Linked DNA regions of Mus musculus: region 1 is linked to region 2. The links are chromatin contacts, called in public HiChIP or PLAC-seq maps. All regions are on one chromosome and are shown on one strand. Each heading gives the region's core, a stretch centred on a gene start, on an enhancer-like site or on the middle of the called end of the contact. The rest is flanking DNA. Distances are from core to core; before and after follow the strand shown. Region 1 has its middle 27 kb from the start of Ppt1. Region 2 overlaps Rlf (rearranged L-myc fusion sequence).

Region 1 (5,333 bases), core at 1,963-4,462, 1.6 Mb before region 2:
ATTACAGGGTTAGAGAAATAGCTCAATGGTTAAGAGCACTGGCTGTTTTTCCAGGGGACCTAGGTCTGATTCTAAGTACCTACCTGTCAGCCCACAAGCATCTGTAACTTCAGTTACAGGAGATCCAGTTCCCTATTATTGCTTCTGTGGGCACTAGACACCCACATGGCACACACAGATAATGCAGCTACACGTAGATATGTACCCATACATGTAAAATGAAATTGAAAAGAATTTAAAAATAGAACCACTATATGACTCAACACTTGCACTTCTTGGTATGGACTCAAAGGCAGGTATTGAAGAAATACTTGGAGATACATATTTGTAGCAGCTTTCATATTTAATTTAACACTTCATCTCTATGAGGTACTTAACAGCAATCAAAATTATAAAGACAGGAAGTAGATAGAATGGTGATTGCCAGGGAGGACGGAGAGGTGGAGGGCGTCAGTTACTTTTCTCATTGCTTGAAAAAATACCTGAGAAAAACAAGGAGGAAGGATTTATTTTGACTCATGACTCCAATCAGTCTGTCTGCCTGTCTGTCGACAGTCTCACTATACAGCTCTGGAACTCACTATGTAGACCCAGCTGGCTTGAACTCATAGAGCTCTTCCTGCCTCTGCCTTTTGAGTGTTGGGATTTAAGATGTACACTACCACACTTGGCCTCTTGGCTCACAGTGTGAGGGTACAGTCCGTCACGGCAGGACAAGCGTGGTGGCAGGAGCTTGAGTCAGGTTGTTCCATTGCATCCACAGCCAGGAAGCAAAGAGAACGATGAAGGCTGTTGCTCAGGTTTTTTTTCTCCTTTCCCGAGCCCATGAAATGGTGCCATCGACATTTAAGGCAAGTCTCCCAACCTCAGTATGCTCAGTCTAAAAACCATCTCAGGCATGCCAAGATGTTTGTCTCCTAGCTGAATTTAGATTCTGACGAGTTGACAATCAGTATTAACCATTACAGGGAATAAGGAGTCATTGTTTAGTGGAGTGTTAGGGTGATAATTGCTGTGATGACCAAAAGCAGCTTGGAGAAGAAAGAGTTAACCTTACTTATAGTTCTATTGTCACTGAAGGAAGTGAAGGCAGAAACTCAAATAGGGCAGGAACTTGGAGGCAGGAGCTGATGCAGAGGCCATGGATGAGTGCTGCTTACTGGTTTGATTTCCATGGCTTGCTCAGTCTGTTTTGTTATCGAACACAGGACCACCAGCCCAGGGTGGCTGGGCCCTCCAATGTCAATCACTAAGAAAATGTCCTACAGGCTTGTTTGCAGCCTGATCTGATGGGGGCATATACTCAGTTGATGTTTCCTCTCAGATGTCTCTAGCTTGTACCAAAACTAGTTATCGTAAGTGGGTACTGAGTTTGAGTTTGGCAAGAAGGACCCTGGAGGTGGATGGTGGTGACAGTTGTACAATGTGGACTCAAGAGCTGAAGAGATGTCTCAGCAGTTAAGAGCACCAACTGCTCTTCCAGGAGACCATAGTTCAGTTCCCAGCACCCATGTCAGGTGGCTCACACCCACCTGCCACTCTAGCTTCAGGGGATCTGACACCCTGGTTTCTGTGAGCACCCGAACACATATTTGCTCACTCCCACACAGACACATACAGCTACACATAACTAAAAATAATAAAAATAAAATTTAAAACAATAACATGGAGTCAATACCTCTGAGTAATACACTAAGAAATAGTTAAGAGTGATTCCTAAGCTAGCACAGGACCTGCAGAATCTACATAAAAGCTGCATGTGGTCTACACACACATGGCTTGCTGGCCACCAGCCTGCTCCAGATTCAAGAGAATTAGGTAGAGTATGATAGAGTGGAACACCTGATGTCCTCTAGCCTCTGCATGGAAACAGCAGAGCACACTTGCACACGTGCACATACACTACACACACACACACACACACACACACACACACACACACACACACACACCGGTTAATTTTAGGCCAGGGTGATGCTATCTGTTTGTAATCTCAGCAGTTAGGAGACAGAAAAAAAAATAGGGTTTCTGTAAGTTTGACGCCAATTTGTACCAGGCCAGCCTCAAAACCAACCAACCACCCACCCACCCACCTAACTAACCAACACCCCGCAAAAATCAAGGGCTGAAGAGATGCCTTGGTAGTTAAGAGCTCTAACCACTCTTCCAGATATCCCTGGTTCAATTTTCAGCACCCACATGAATGCAACATCAGTTCTAGGGATCCAACTTCTTCATCTAGCCTCCCCCGAGCACTATACACACACATGGTGTGCAGTTATATATGCAGGCAATACACCAAAAAAAAACCCCAAAAGAAAATATATTTTATTATTATTATTATTGTTATTGTTATTATTGTTATTATTTGTGTTTCTCTGTGTAACAGCCCTGACTGTCTTGGAACTCACTCTGTAGATCAGGTTGCCTTCAAACTCACAGAGATCTGCCAGCCACTGCCTCCCTAGTCTGCAATTAAAGGCATGCACCATCAAGTCTGGCCTGAAAACAAACATTTATTTTTAAATGTATTCTTTCATACAATACATCCCAATGGCAGCCTGCCCTCTCCCAGATCCATTCTCCATTTCTCTTCAGGAAAGAGCAGGCTTCCCAGTGATACCAGCTGGCTTCTCAGTGATACCAGCTGAACTCAGCATAGCAAGATGCAATAAGACTAGGCACAAACACCCATATCAAGGCTGGACGAAGCAACTCATAGGAGGAAAAGGGTCCCAAGAGCTGGCAAAGAGTCACTGATATCCCTTCTCCCTCTGTTAGGAGCCCTACAAAAAAACCCAAGTTAAATAAACACAGCATGTATGCAGAGGACCTAGCACAGACCTAGTGTAGGCTCTGTGATTGCCACTGCAGTCTCTGTGAGCCCCTATGAGCCCTGCTTAGTTGATTCTGTGGACTGTGTTTTCCTGGAGTCCTCAACCCTTCTGGCTCTTATAATCCTTCCTTCTCCTCTTCTACAGGTTTCCCTGAGCTCCAGCTAATGTTTGAGTGGGTCTCTGCATCTGCTCCCGTAAGCTGCTGGAAGGAGCCTCTCTGATGTCAATTGGGCTAGGCACCAATGTATGAACATCATTAGGAATCATTTCAGTGACTTTTTTCTCCCTTTTCAATTGTGTTTGGTTCTACTCTAGGTATCTGAGCCAAACATTCAGTTTCCAGTTCCTGGAATCCAGGCAATGTTGGGCACGGGCTCCCTCTTGTGGCTTGGGCCTGGTTATACCAGTCTTTGGTTGGCCACTCTCACAAGCTTTGAGCCACGATCTTGCAGGCAGGACGGGTACATACATGCTGTGCATACATGCTGTGTTTATTTATGGGTTGAAGGTTTTATGGCTGGATTGGTGCCTGGGTCCTGCCACTGGAAGCCTGCTAGGTTATCAAAGATGGATGATTCAGGCTTCATATACTCCATTACTAGGAGTCCTTGCTAGGGTCATCTTCATGGGTGAAGGAAGTTTCTGCTGTGTTCCTAGAAATGTTTCAGTATTCTGGTAATCTTTTCCTGTACTCCTTCCTCTGTCCCTCACTTCCTCACCCAATTCCCTCCTGTTTCCGTCCCCACCCACCAAGTCTATCCACAAATTATATTTTTCCTCCCCAGGGAGAACCCTGCATCCCCCTAGCCTTGTTACTTAGACTCTCTGGGTCTGTGGATTGTAGTGTGATTATATTTTATTTAACAGCTAATATCCACTTGTGAATCAAAATCACGTTTGTCTTCCTGGGTCTGGGTCACCTCACTCTGGATGTTTTAGTTCCATCCATTAGCTTAAAATTTTTATAATGTCATTTTTTCTCTAACAGCTGAGTAACACTCCATTGTGTAAGCATACCACGTTTTCTTTATCCATTCTTCTGTTTGAGGGGCATCTAGGTTGTTTCCAGTTTCTGGCTATTAGGAATAAAGCTTCTATAAACATAGCTAAGCAAGTGAGAGTGGGGTAGGATGGGACATCTTTTGTGTATGTGCCTAAGAGAGGTAAATCTGGGTCTTGAGGTAGATTGATTCCCAATTTTTTCTGAGAAACAACCATATTGATTTCCATAGTGGCTGTGACCTACCAGCAATGAAGGAGTGTTCCCCTTGCTCCACATCCTTGATAGCATAAGTTGTCACTTATGTTATTGATCTTGGTCATTCTGACAGGTGTAAGATGAAATCTCAGAGTAGTTTTGACTTGCATTTCTCTGATGGCTATGTACAATGGAACCAAACTGAAGCCATTTTTGAATAGAACTTCCATTTTGAATAGGAGTCAAATACATTTTAAGTTCCAAGACGTCCCTGGATAACAGATATCCTGCTTGGTAGAAAGAGACATTACTGTGGGTAGTTGAAATCACAGTTGGCAAGCTGAAATGAGACTGCAAGGCAAATCATCCTTCCATATCTGTTGTCTTAGTTAGGGTTTTATTGCTGTGAACAGACACCATGACCAATGCAAGTCTTATAAAGGACATCATTAATCCTTTATAATCCTGACTTACAGGATTCAGAGGTTCATCCCAGTATCATAAGGTAAGGAGAATGGCAGTGTCCAGGCAGGCATGTCACAGGAGGATCTGAGAGTTTTACATCTTCATCCAAAAGAAGCCAGGAACAAATTGTGGAGGGTCTCAAAACCCACACCTACAGTGACACATTTCCTCCAACAAGGCCACACCTCCTAATAGTGCCACTCTCTGGGTCAAGCATATTCAAACCAACACAGCTTGATAACCCAGCCAGTGGGAGCAGGATAAGTGTACCACAAAGATATGTTCCAAAGAAGTCACCTATTCTTAAATCATGAGATAACTTGGCATAGATGTTTGTGTATTTCAAGCTTAAACTCTGACTCAGGGTCACAGTTCAGCTTCTGAGTCTATTTTATGGCTCTGATCAATTTCTAGTGGATTGAGTACAATAAAATAAATCAGTAGCCTTCCTTTATAGAAAGGATAAATGGGCTGAGAAAGAAATTAGGGAAATAATTCCCTTCACATTAGCCACAAATAGTATAAATATCTTGGGATAACTCTAACCAAACAAGTGAAAGACCTGACTGACAATAACTTCAACTCTCTCAAGAAAGAAATCGAAAAAGATCTCAGAAAATAGAGAGATCTCCCATATTCATGGATTGGCAGAATTAACATAATAAAAATGGACATCCTACCAAATCTATAGATTCAATGCAATCCCCATCAAAATCCCAACACAATTCTTCAAAGACATGGAAAGAGCAATCTTCAAATTCATCTGGAAAGGCAAAAAACCTGGAATAGCAAAAAAAATTCTTAATAATAAAAGAACAGCTGCGGGAATCACT
Region 2 (5,737 bases), core at 2,554-5,053:
CTTTTCTTTTAGGTTTTTTTTTTTTTTTTTTTATGTGTATGAGTGTTTTGTCTGCTGAATGTATGTGTGTGTACTATGTGTTTGGTGGCTTCAGGGGTCAGAAAAAAGCATTATTAGAACTGGAGTTACAGATGCTTGTGAGTTTGGGGAACTGAACCCAGGCCTCTACAATAGCCAGAAGTGCTCTTAACCGCTGAGCCGTCCGTCTCACCAGCCCCTTATCAAACTCTTAAAAAGATGTGGCTGTTTTGGTTTGGTTTGGTTTGGTTTGGTTTTTTTATGTATATGAAGATTTGCCTGCAGGCATGTATGTGCACCATGTATGTATGTGTGCCTGATACCTCTGGAAGAGCAAGTGCTCTTAACCACAGAGCCATCTCTCCAGCTCTGGCCCCCAGTTCTTGAGCTCAAGCTATCTTTTCTGTTTTACCTTCCTCTAGAAGTTGCATCTTCCCACCTGCATCCAGTTAATTACAGCAGTACATTCATTTACACTTTGGTATAACAGAACTTTTTCATCTTTCCCAAATGAAACTGCTCATTAAACACTTAATTCCCTATTTTATTCTTTCCTTTCCTCTTTCTATGAATTTGACCCCTCTAATATGTACCTTTCTTTCTTTCTTTCTTTCTTTCTTTCTTTCTTTCTTTCTTTCTTTCTTTCTTTCTTTCTTTTTCTTTCCTGTTCTAGAATTTACTACATAAACCAGGTGCTGGGATTAAAGAGGTGTGCCATCAAGCCTTGCTTTTTTTTTTCTCACCCATTTTTTTTTTAATGTATGAGTGTGTGTACATGAGGATATGAGTGCCACAGCATTACATGTGTGTGAAGGCACAACAACTTGTGGGAGCCTCTTCTCTCCTTCTACCATATGAATCCTAAGGCTTGAACTCAGGTCTCCAAGGTTTATCAACAACTGATGGCTCTGAGCTACATCAGCTGCCCTCAGCTTCATCCTTTTACATGTACATATCTTGTTTCTTAGGATTGGTTAATGAAAAATTTGTCTTTTTCTTACTGAATGGTCTTGTTATAGTTTTTGAAAATTACTACACCGTGTATATAAGGATTTTATTTATAGGTTATCTGTTGGATTCCATTGGTCTCTGTCTTTTAGTGATTACTCACAATTGAAAATGTAAAAAACAATTCAGGCACAGGGTGGTGAAAAGGTTGTTAGCTGGTTTGGTGGCACAAGCCTATAATCTCATCACTTCAGAGGCAGAGGTAGTAAGATCAGGAATTCAGGGAACTGAGGCCAGCCCAGGCTACACCAAAATCTGCCTCAAAAACACATAACAAATAAAATGAAAGGATTGTAAACTGAATAAGCAAGATTCTGCATTTCTCCGTCAAGCTGATACTTTATCCATGCAAAAATCACACCTCTTACCTCTAAGGGAATAAGATAATTTGTTCTGGAGTGACAGTGGTCTAGGAACATGGATTCAGCCCACTCCCAATACGGAGTTCCATTGTAGTAGACGTGGTTGGTTATGTGAGATTTTTATTAGTTTTAGAACAAAGAAAGACAATTATCAAATGTGTTGCTGAGGACCACAGGTTCCAACAAAGTAGGGGTGGGGTGGGGTGAATTGTTACAGGTATTATGCTGTTTGACTTCTTAGTTCTTGTGCTGGAAGCTAGTGGTTTGCCAAGAATGCATTTTAAAGTCTTTGATAGTCACAGGGATGTAGGTCAGACAGACATTGGGGAGGGCAATGAATACCTTTTAAAGGGACAAGAAATAACCCAAGGCAATTTGGCTCTGTTCTGCAGCATTTTACCTTTCATAGTCACAAAGTTTTGGCATTTGACCTTGTAGAATTTTTAACACAGGTTAAGTTCCCCCAACTTCATATGCTGTCTAACGTGTCTAATGTGATAGCTCTTCAGTATGTCACTGTCTTATACTAATAATAGGATTGTAAATTAGGATTGATTTTCTTTCTTTCTTCCTTTCTTTTCTGGAGCAGAATCCAGTATCATGTAAAGCCTTAGAGGTTATGGAGCCAGAAATTGTATTTATAGTCCATTCTAAGAAAGTAGTCATGGGGCCACTAAAGCAGATAGTTCCAAACCTGTGGTCACTAAATGAAACAAGAAGATATAAATGTGGGGAGAGAAGTCCTGACAGTGGTAGGAGATAGGAGTCAAGGTGAAGAGTACCTGGTATGTAATGTATGAAACTGTCAAAGAACAAGTCAATAAGAGTGTCATGAATGTAAGTAATATTTTACACATAGGGGAACCTATCTTTATTTTCCACCGCAAAGAGATCAGGGCAGGATGTGGTAGTAGACACCTATAATTCCAGCATTTAGGAGACTGAAGCAGGAGAATTGTGAATTCGAGGCTGACCTGGGCTACATTGTGAGCTTTAGGGTCAGCCTTGATTACACGGTAAGACTCTGCCTCAAAAGTTAGAAACTATGATGTGCATGAATCTACAGTGTGGCTGGGGATATAACTCCGTGGAAGAGGACTTGCCCAACATACTGGACTGAGGGGGTCACACAGCAAAAGTAAAATGAAGTCAAAGAAAGCTCTTCAGTAAATGTAGAGACATAACATCACCATAAAATAAAATGTTTCACTTTACACATTAAGGAAATTCTCAAACTTGCCTGTTAACAGTGATCTGTTTCTGGGTGGTGTTTTTATGCATAATGGAAAATAGCACATATTTAAAGATACACTACTGTTATGGCAAAAGCAAGAAGCATTTTAAAATTAAAAATGAAATGAAGCTAGAAAGTATATTTATGACCTATGACAGGATCAGTATCTAAAATAGTCTGTGGAGATGGGATGGTGGACTGGACCCAGTGAAATGTAATCAGGGTGGACGAAGAAATGTAGAGCGATGGACTGTGAGTAGGCCAGATTTCTGAGCTCAGAGCAGCTGGAAGTAATGTGTAGCGGCTGTGTTAGTACAGAAGCAGCCCAGGTCCCAGATTGCCTCTAGGTACTTCCTCAGTTCAAGCAGCCAGCTGTTTTCTTCTCACTCATTAATGTCAACCCCCTCGGTCCTCATTGCTAACTGATGTTTAAATCTTAGTTCTCATCATCTTTGGAGTCCTCCCATCTCCTTACTTTTGCATTTTAAAATGTTAACCCCTGTTTCAGGGATGAGATTCAATTGCTGACTCCCGCGGAAGCTTGCCCTTTACAATATAATCACATTGCTCAGATTTAGAACTTTATTTTCAAAATAGGATTTCTCTGTGAGGCCCTGGCTATCCTGGGACTTGCTCTGTAGACCAGACCAGCCTTGAACTCAAATGATCTGCCTGCTTCAACCTACCAAGCGCTGGGATTAAACTCTCCACCTCTTAGCTAGATTTAGAATTTTATGTATTTCATTTGTTGAGAAATTAAAATCAGAATAAGATTTCTTGTGTTATGTGCAGATTTTAAAATAATGCACACACTTATCTTTAAAAAAAAATCCAGTTACCCTACGATGTTCATTTGTAATGAACAACTGACACTTGTAGTTGTTTTAGTTGGGTCGTTGTTGCTGTTGCTGTTGCTTTGGGGGTGCAGGTTCTTCTGTAGCTGGATGAGGATGACACTGAACTTCTCATCTGTCACTGACTCTCAAGGGTTGGGATGACAGGTCTGCAAACCATGGCCATCTTTTGGTACTAGGATCAAACCCAGAACAGTGAGCAGGCGAGACAGTTCTACCTAAACTGAGCCACTTCCCTGACATGACCACAGGATTGCAAAGTAGTGGGTGTCACTTAGCACTATTGCCAGAAAACTTCCCAGAAGCAGTGACTTTCGAATGGGAGGTGGATGTGGTAAACTCTGAGGAAGTAGGCCAAATGATGACCACACTGCAGAGGCTGCAGACACTAAAGGTAGTGGAGTCGGAAGTAAAGGCAGAGTTTGGAAATAAGCATATTTATTAAAGCGATAGTAGGTTTGTGAGTTCTGAGTAGACATACAGAATAGTGATAAAACATGGGTATTGGAGGCAGGTGACTAGTTCAGATTAAAGCGTAAAATCTGTCCGTCCCCCCCCCCCCCTTTGGCTCTTCAAGGGGGTTTCTCAGTGTAACCATCTCTTGCTGTCCTGGACTTACTTTGTAGACCAGGCTAGACTCGAATTCACAGAGATCCACCTGCCTCTGCCTACTGAGTGCTGGGATCAAAGGTTTGCACTACCACACCCAGCTTCTGCTTTCTTATTTAAAAAATGAAGTAAAGGTCGGGGATATAGATCAGCGGAGGATGGAAATGACAAGGAAGTCTCTCTGTGTCTCTTTTAAATCAGCTGAAGGGTTGGATGTGGCTCAGTTTGTACAGTGCTTACCTACTGTATATGAAGCTCTGAGTTTGGACCCCTACCCAGTAGCTCATAAAACAGTTCTATAGTCCCAGTCTTTAGAAAGTGGATCAGAAATTCAAAGTCATTCGTGCCTAAATGGGAAGCCTGACACTGGCTAGAGACACTTTTTTTTTTTTTTTTTTTTTTGGCTGTAGCTAATGTGGAAAGTGTGAGTTGGTTACAAGTAACAACACAAGGTGAAAGAGCTGCGGTTTCACCTAGCCACTTCCTCATTGTAAGCAGGCAGCTGCTAGGCAAGGCCTAACATGCTTGAAGCTCTAGGTTCTACTCCAATCTTCCTCTCCCTCTCCTCCTCCTCCTCCCCCCTCATACACACACACACACACACACACACACACACACACACAGAGAGAGAGAGTAGCCTGTGGGCCTAGCATGCTTGGATATACTTAAACTTAGGTGCCATAAGAGCCTACTGTACATCTCAGCTATATATTGTATCTACCTTATTGCTGCTAGGCTCTGAATTTTGTGCATCAAGTTACTATACTAGATACTGTTGGCAACTTGCAACACATCATTAGGCATCTATGTTTCTAAATAAAACCAAACATGGAAAGGTATAGTAAAAATAATAGACAATAGAACATTTTCTGCGCTTTTCTTTTTTTAACTAGAATCCAATTTTATTCAGATCAGCACTGTCCAACAAAATACTGTCTTAATTTATGATCTGAGTTCTGGAGTGTCAGAATAAATTATGGCATACTTTGAAAGCCACAAGACATTAATTTTATAATAAAAAATGGAAGACTAATACTTTTTCAAAATATGCTGTAGAGGCCTGGAGAGATGGCTCATTGGTTAAGAGTTCTTGCTGCTCTTGCACAGGACCTTGGTTTATTTCCCAGCACCCACACCGTGACTCGAAACCACATGTAACTCCAGTTCCAGGGACTCTGAATCCCTTTTCTGACTGAGCATGTACACAATACACATACATACGTCTAAGCACGCACTCAGGATTTTTGAGACAGGGTTTCTATGTAGCTCTGGCTATCGTGGAACACACTATGTATGTACATCAGGCTGGTCTTGAAGTCAAAGCTCAACCTGTCTCTGCCTCCCCGAGTGCTGAGATTAAACTCACATTCCTCCGTGCCTGGTTCAAAATTTAAAAAAAAATTTTTTTTGTAAAGATAACCATTAAGGATATACTCTTTTCTTTCTTCCTAATCCCAGCACAGGTCATTTTTGTTCTGGGGTTCTGGCTTTTAGGATCCTCCAAATAATTTATAGTCTCTACCCTTGTTTTTGTTTGCACCTTTGTTTTATTGATTTAACTTAAAAATTGTATTTATCTGTATGTAAAAATGTTTTGCTTGCATGTAATCTGTGGTTGGTACCTGTACAGGTCAGAAGATGGATGGCATCAG

Evidence for each region. HiChIP or PLAC-seq counts read pairs in DNA pulled down with a chosen protein or histone mark.
Region 1: a CTCF HiChIP or PLAC-seq map of large pre-B cells shows a contact between it and region 2, with 12 times the contacts expected there. The contact joins two enhancer-like sites. A contact is called at or near these places in 1 of 15 datasets of contacts at CTCF or cohesin (large pre-B cells) and 2 of 115 datasets of contacts at active chromatin or transcription factors (the 230-238 cell line and large pre-B cells).

Annotation. Positions count from the first base shown.
Region 1 is chr4:122,806,205-122,811,537 of GRCm38.p6, reverse strand. No RefSeq gene overlaps it. Among named protein-coding and RNA genes, the nearest start is that of Ppt1, 27 kb to the left of the region's middle. Within about 2 kb of position 3,212, at least 12 of the 459 cell types and tissues checked have an H3K27ac peak or open chromatin away from gene starts, as enhancers often do.
Region 2 is chr4:121,195,242-121,200,978 of GRCm38.p6, reverse strand. The region is part of intron 1 of Rlf (rearranged L-myc fusion sequence); the gene reads left to right. Among named protein-coding and RNA genes, the nearest start is that of Rlf, 17 kb to the left of the region's middle. Within about 2 kb of position 3,803, at least 118 of the 459 cell types and tissues checked have an H3K27ac peak or open chromatin away from gene starts, as enhancers often do.